Linked DNA regions of Xenopus laevis: region 2 is linked to region 1. The links are chromatin contacts, called in public Hi-C maps. All regions are on one chromosome and are shown on one strand. The core of a region is the stretch at or near the end of the contact, and the rest is flanking DNA. Distances in the headings are between cores, read along the strand shown.

Region 1 (3,574 bases), core at 941-3,440:
GTGCCACTCACAATTGGTTTCCTTTTTCTGAAATGTACCCGGCCCAAACTCACCCCAAATGCTTTTTCTCATACGTCACCTCGGTGCCCAGGCAAAACACTCGAGGGACAAGAGGTTCTCAAGGAGAGAAAAAATCTGGTGGGAAAGTGACCTGACTGCCCGTGGGAATCAGGTGTGCCAACAACAAGCACAGAGCAAGGGGGTCTTACCCTCCGACATTCAAGGTTTGACAGTCCAATGCCCAATCCCAAGAGGATCAAGCTAACTGCCCACTGGTATCCCCGGGTCAGTGAAGTGGGTCAGACTTGGTAAATGTTCTATGGGGCATTTATCATTGTGCAGCACCCAGAGACACGGATCCTTCACGGTGCAAGGAAATAAACACCCCAGGTGCCTGACAAGTTTGGGGATGGAATTCAGCTTTTATTTATTTCATTGTCTGGTGCAGTGAATTGGGCCGGGCAAGGTCTTGTTACCTTGGCATTACCCATCACTAGATAAAAAAGAGGGGGGGTTGACCATAGAAATAATTGTACAGATGTGATCCCACATGTGCCACCAGTGTAGCTTATCCCATAGATATCACAGTGTTGTATCAGCATGCAGCTACATTGTGTCATGAAAAAAGTCACGGTTTTATTGAAAACAGGCAGCGCCATGAAACCACCCACCACTGACAATAAGGAGACCAGCGTCAAACAGTTCTCAGTCCTGAGTTGGACCTTTTAGACATGTGCCCGCAGGCACCTCCTCATCCCCTTGCAAACCATATGCATATAAATAATCCAATCTGCATACTGACTGGCTACAAACGCATTGGGCATGGTGAAGCAGTCTGCAAAAATGCCTGAATTTGAATACAATGCTAAAAATAATGTTTCTGTATAAGAAATACGGAAGATCCCACATTTATCCGATGGCACCAAATGGGCATTTATAGGAGTGATCGCAATTCTGTGCCCTTTATTATAGCAGCAGAACTCCTACTCTGAGCTTGAGGATCAGCTCCCAAGACCGAGCGCAGGGTCACAGGACAGAAGGGATGGGGGGTACTTGTCCCAAATGCTTGTAATTAGAAACCAGTTTGTGTGGCAGCGGGTGCTGGTGATGGGAAGAGGTGCCAAAACCGCGTGCACTCAGCGAGACCAATAAATCAGTGCATCTTTGCTTGGGGAAGGGGAAGTTTGTCCAATGCAGTGGGCCATTTCTACTAAGGACTGCGCATACCCCTGTGGCAGTTAATCAGCCTCAGATTAACGACAAAGAAGGCTGCTGGGAACAGTAGTGCCACAACTCTACAGAAGCAACTGGAATCACCCAGTTCCATTTGCATAACAATTGTCACCTTTCTGTTGCCACCCTGGTATAAATGGGTTAAGAGCCATTGGCAGGTACTTGATAAAATAGGAAGTAGCCTATACATGCCGGGATCATAAACACATTGGGCATTTCCCCTCCCCCTTTGTGACAGGACTCCCCTGACTTACACTTGAGCCAAAGAACTTTTTACCTGCTCTGCAGCTGCTGTAAACTACAACTCCCAACATGCCCCAGCAACCCATGAGGTGTGCAGTTAATAAGAGCTGGAGAAGAGGAAGGATTGTGTCACTGCCTGTGCCCAAAGAACTTGTGACCAATATCTGCCAGTCACTGCTGAAGGTGGGCAGCAAAGCCAGAGGGGGCATGAAGTCAAGAAGTGCATTGTGGGGGTTGAGTGGCAGGAATAAGAACTCAGGGGCATGAGCAGGAGACAGGCAATAGCAGCTGCAGTAGGTAAGTGCCCCCCACCCAAGCACAGCACCCTACTGGCACCCAGTACTCACCCAGCGGCAGGAAATGCTTGGTGTCCATGGCTGGTTAACTCATGCCAAACGCCTGGTGGTGGGAACTGGAAGCTGGGGCCCCGCACTGAAATCCTGCCCAGGAGAGCGATGGTCTTGGAGGGAACGGGAAATCCACGGGCCCCGGGGACAGTAAGATCCAGCAGCGTCGGGGGCCCAGGCGGAGGAGTTGCTGCAAACTCACCAACAATGTAAGGAAAGTAGTTGTCCTGCCTCCCCGCTCCAACTCCTCGGGCTGCAATGCAACGGGGCCCCGCCAAGGGGAGCAGCGACGGCCGAACCCTCAACCAGTGACACAGCGCAGAGGGGGGGAGCCGGGAGAACAAGCAGACACTGGGGAGAAAAGGCTGCGCTGGGGGCCCCCTACAGGCGGCAGCTACAAATGCGCCTCTCTCTGCGCGAACTCGCTCCCCGCGCTTCATGACAGTTGCACAACAGCGTGGCACTTGCTCTCACATCAACCGTATGGCACTCACAGTGGCACAGTACAACACGGGCTCACAGTATTGCCCTCACAGTGGCACAGCATGACATTCCCTATTCTACATATGGCACATAATGGCATTCTCTGGCTCTGCCATGCAGCTTGGGGCAAATGTGCAAAACACTGGGCATGGCACACACTTAGGGGGGTACTATTTGAGATATATATAGGGGCGCATGGATAAGAGGTGAAAACTTGTTACTTGGGAACCAAAAGGGGCTCAACTGCTTAACCCCAACAATGCCAGACTGCTACATACAATATGCACCCTCTATTTGCAGAATATAGAGGCCACCCACCACCATCCAGGACAGCTCCTTCCTGATCTGCCCATTCCCCTATGTAAGGCAGCAGTGCCAGGGCAGGATCCCCGAGTTGCAACTGAGTCAAGACATGCCACTTTCTACCTGCAGTCTCTCTAGCTGTTCTGAACTACAACTCCCAGCATGCCCCAGGAGCCGTATGCTTCAAAACAGCTGGAAAGGAAGAAGCTCTGGCCCAGCTGTTCTACAGACTCCAAATGGTGAAGGGGAAAAGCCATTAAAGGAGCTGCACCCTGGCATTGTTAGGGCCAAAGGGGAAGCAAAACCAGAACTGGGTCCCAGGCCGGGCTGTAAACTCAACATACCAGTATCAGCGAATTAAGGTTGAAATACAATGTGGGCCACCAAAGAAAGCAGCCAATCCCCTGGCATTAACCTGCCTCCACCTTCCCTATCAGTCTACCATTCAAACTGCAGTGCCATCAGTTGCTAGGATTAATGGGACCACATCAAAAAAAGACCAATTGCAATTTATCCTATGTCTACAGCATGCTGGCAGTTTCTATTCCTTTTTTAAAATATTTTATCTGACGTAACAAAGGGCAATTGAAACAATAAAAACAACAGATCCCTCAACAGCCTCAACCAATTGGCAAGAACCAACAAATTCCTCTAAAGGCTGAAAGAATAGAGGGCACGTGAAGGTTTTAAATAGAAGTGCTGTTGCCAATAGCAACCAAACAACAATTCATATTGACTGGTCGTCTAGAAGTTAGGCAAATAAAGATCTGATTGGTCTCTGATTAGCCCCTTCAATGGCTCATAGGGTGATTTGTAGCTGGAAACTGCCATGAATGCTGAATTGCTGATCACATGGACACTTCGTCTCTTCCGGTGCTTTTGCACGTTGCGTTTCTGAGCGATAATCGCCTGACCAGTAATCCCCCCCGGAAGAACAACCTTTCAGCATCGCATGATTTAGCAGA
Region 2 (3,841 bases), core at 1,031-3,530, 62 kb after region 1:
CAGAAGTGTTGGATTTTAAAACTGATCAGCCTATCCCTTGCCAAGATAAGGTAACTGTAGGCCCTCTCTGTGGCCTCTTCCCAGATATCCTCTGATATCATAGGTAGAGCCCTTTGCCAATTCCAATGGGCTACCTGGAAGAAGTACCCCTCGCCTCCAACAGATTCTTATATAAGGGACACCCTCATAAATTCCCAACTTGTCCCTCCCCTACCCGCCTAGAAAACTTTGGTAGAGTGAGGTAGAGATAGATTACTTTTATGCACTGACAAAGCTCCTGGTGATTCCTGAGAATACTTTCCCACAGTGTCGGACTGGCCCATTGGGATACCAGGAAAACTCCTGGTGGGCTCAGGTGTCAGTGGGCCTCTTGCTTTTTACCATTTGGCCTATTTCATGGTCACTCCCTATTTCTTTATGAGAACAAAGAGGTTAATAATGAAAGAATAGAGTATAGTATGTCGAGAAAAGAGACTAGGAGAATAAAGAAGTTGAGTGAGGAGAGGAGGTATAGTATTTGGAAAGTAGGCCCTCAGCCTAAGGTTTTCTGGTGGGCCCTTGGCATCCCAGTCTGACACTGCTTGCCCATTCTGAAAGGAGGAATTCGATCCCGAGGTAGTTCAGTATTTATACAATGGGGCATTTGGCCTACTGCCTGACAATGTAGAAAGTTAACTCATGCTGGGATTGTTTCTGGAGCCTAGGATGACGCATCCCTGTCTTAGGACATAAGAGCATTGTATTTGGCTTGCTTTTTATTAGCTGCAAAAAAAAGTATTCTTGGGAGCTGTTGGAGTATCCCAAGTGTTAGCCAAAATGGCTGATTATATAAGTGACATATAGTCTTGCCGAATCGGCTATGATTTCCATGTTTGCAGAGCTTTCTTTAGGACTCGGGTGCTAGTTATTGTCCGCATCTTGAATCTGTGGCCGTTGCCTACGGTCCGTGGAGTGATGCGTTTTCATCCATTGTATAGCGTCTTCTGGACAGTTAAAGAACACAGTTGAATCCCCCGAAGTGATGCCCAGCTTTACCGGGAATAGCACTGCATATTGAATTTTGTAAATGAGCTGCATTTCCTCTGGACCATTGTGGAAAGGTTCGGAAAGAGGGAGACTCTCGCGTTCTCATGGATGATTTTTCCTTTATTCCTCACTGACCTTAGGGCGGTGTCTCTATACTTGAAGTTCAGCATCTTTAAGATTACCGGTCGAGGGGGGGCACCCGGAGGGGGTCGGCGTGCTGGTAAGGAATGTTCTGGGCACCCAATAAGCCATACCCTCATACTGTACTAAGGGAATCAATATGGCACCTCCTCCCAAATGTATAAATACAAATATACAGAGAAGGAATGTTCTGGGCACACAATAAGTTATACCCTCATACTGTACCATCTAGGAAGAAATATGGCAGATGACTAGAATGGAACATGGACGGTGTGATTATGCAGGGATTGTTTATTAAGGCCTTGCTCACTGCTTGGAACTCTGTAGCAAACACTCGCAGAACACAGTCGTTACACCCAACTCTCTGGATTTTGAACATCCAATTCATTGCGGCAGTTAAGGATCAGTAAGTAACAGAAATGCAAATATTTTGATTTTTTTTCCGGATAATTGAATGACAGGCTTGTACCATGACTACATTGCACTAAATGTCTTCCCATTGTCTGTTTGTTTATATTCCTTGCACTGCTGTTCCTGACTCCTGAAACAATGTATAATGAATGTATTAGAATGGATGTATTAGATAGATAAAAATTATTTTTTTTTTGTGTGTTAAATTAGTCAGGAGGGAATCTTGGCAAGGTGTCCAATGGCCATAGGTGGCCACAGATAAAGGGGTGTGGCTTATTTAATCACTGGTGGGAAGAAGAAGTAGGTGGCGCATAGGCAGGGTTTTGGTATTATGGGGAATGGCTTGATAAATTAGGGGCATGACAATTTGGTGCTTATTTATTGGGGCCCCCATTTTACCTGCTGGCAGGGCCCACCATCCAGGATTCGTTGGTGACTGCTAATAACTAGGCACCCCATTTAGGAGGTCTCCCCCTCTGGCCAGGGGACTGGGCATTGGTTCTGCACAGGCAGACGAGAGACTACATGGAGGGTAGCGGTACAGTTGGGTTCTGGGTAGGAGGGTTAGACCCATAACCTCAGCATACGTACTGGAGGGACCTAGTGTGGGCAAGGGCAGAAAAAGAAAAACAAAGTAACCCAATTATTTTCCCCAAACTTTCTCTTTATTTTCATATGAAATTCCTGGCCGGCGGCCACGCATCGCAGCCCAGAGCCGCTCAGCGCTACAGCTGGGACAGGACACTTAATATGCCTTTGTCCAAACAGCAGAACTGGAACCTTAGCCAAGTCTGCTTCATATTTTGTCCACTTAACAATAAGCATTCGACGCTGGGAAGGCGGCTGCTTAACTCAGCCTGAGTATCCCCAGTAACACTGCTCCGCCTGTAAAGGTCTCTTTTTGGCAGTGCATGAATTGTATTGCAAGTGGGGCGTCTGGAAGTGCCGAAAGGGAACAGTAGCCCACTCAGCAAAGCCAGTTTCCCTTTAGCTTATTGTGTGCCCAGAACATTCCTTCTCTGTATATTTGTATTTATACATATGGGAGGGAAGTGCCATATTGATTCCCTTAGACAGTACAGTATGAGGTTATAGCTTATTGTGTGCCCAGAACATTCCTTCTCTGTATATTTGTATTTATACATATGGGAGGAAAGAATTTTTTTTATTAGATTAATACAAATTACAGGTTAAAACAAGCATAAACATAAAATAACAGATTTAACCTACTAAATGCAGAACAAATGCACAGACATCATGAAGAGCAATTACAAATATTAAATAGACTCAAAGACATTTGCTATTTTATCTCATATCATAGAAAACAAAAATAAACTTCTCTATAACGTAACAGTTACTGTGCTTTCCCAGTGATTTCTCACATCACATGTACCTTAAATGCTGATTAATTACCCAACATTAGGAGCGCCTGCACCTCTGACTTTCTGAGGGTTTAATGGATTTGCCCTGAACATCTTCCCCCACTGTATCTCTTCACTGGGATCCCTCTAATTTCCTGAAAATGTCCATCTTCTTCCATGAAAAGAACTTCATCACTTTTCAAGTCTCCCTGTTCCATCTCTGTGGAAATTCTCCCTTTTCTCTTCTTGCCCTGATCTTCAGTTATTTCCCCTTCCTGGGGTCGTGGATTGTTAGTGTAACTTTCCTTTACTTTCCCTTTAACTTCTTGTTGCGCTTGATCTTCCTTCTTTTTCTCCTTTTCCTCACCCTTTTCTTTTGCATTTTTCCTTTCCTGTTCCTCCCTTTCCACCCTTATCTCCTCCTCTTCTTCTGCCACTTCCTCCTAACTCTTACCCTCAGGCAGCACATATCTGTTGGACACCTCAATGATGTTGTCTAAAAGGACCTTCGTTCTTCCCTGCCTTTCCTACCACGTTCCACCCTTCTTCCCTCTACCCACTTGCCTTAATTTTGGGGTGCACTCTGTTGGGGGGACACTCTGCTCTGTCTTTCTGACTTTTCTCCCCTGCCTCATCTTCCTCACTATCGCCTTCCTCACTTCTCCTTCTTCTGCATCACTACCTGATTCCATTGGCTCCTCTGTCCTTCCCTGCTCCATTACAGGCTCCTCTATTGGCTGAAAGAGTTCCTCCTCTACCCATGGGCAAGCCTTTGGAGCTGCATCTAAAGCACTGGCGAGGTTGCCCAGGGTAGAAACAGGAGCCTCTCTCCTTGCCTATGAAGAAAGGGTTGGGGAGATGTTTAGGGACGTTATTCTGCACCTCCTCCCTGACCTGTGCCC

Evidence for each region. Hi-C and Micro-C count contacts between places; a contact is called where the count stands out from the background.
Region 2: a contact with region 1 is called in a Hi-C map of the XL177 cell line, with 2.3 times the contacts expected there. The contact joins the enhancer-like site here to the promoter of rxra.S in region 1. A contact is called at or near these places in 2 of 4 Hi-C or Micro-C datasets (the XL177 cell line and the XTC cell line).

The regions. Positions count from the first base shown.
Region 1 is chr8S:30,258,314-30,261,887 of Xenopus_laevis_v10.1, forward strand. rxra.S (retinoic acid receptor RXR-alpha-like) reads right to left here and starts at 2,191. Exons shown (of 11, transcript XM_018232591.2): 1 at 1,824-2,191. The coding sequence starts at 1,851.
Region 2 is chr8S:30,320,116-30,323,956 of Xenopus_laevis_v10.1, forward strand. No RefSeq gene overlaps it. Among protein-coding and RNA genes, the nearest start is that of LOC121397816, 11 kb to the right of the region's middle. Within about 2 kb of position 2,281, at least 1 of the 7 cell types and tissues checked has an H3K27ac peak or open chromatin away from gene starts, as enhancers often do.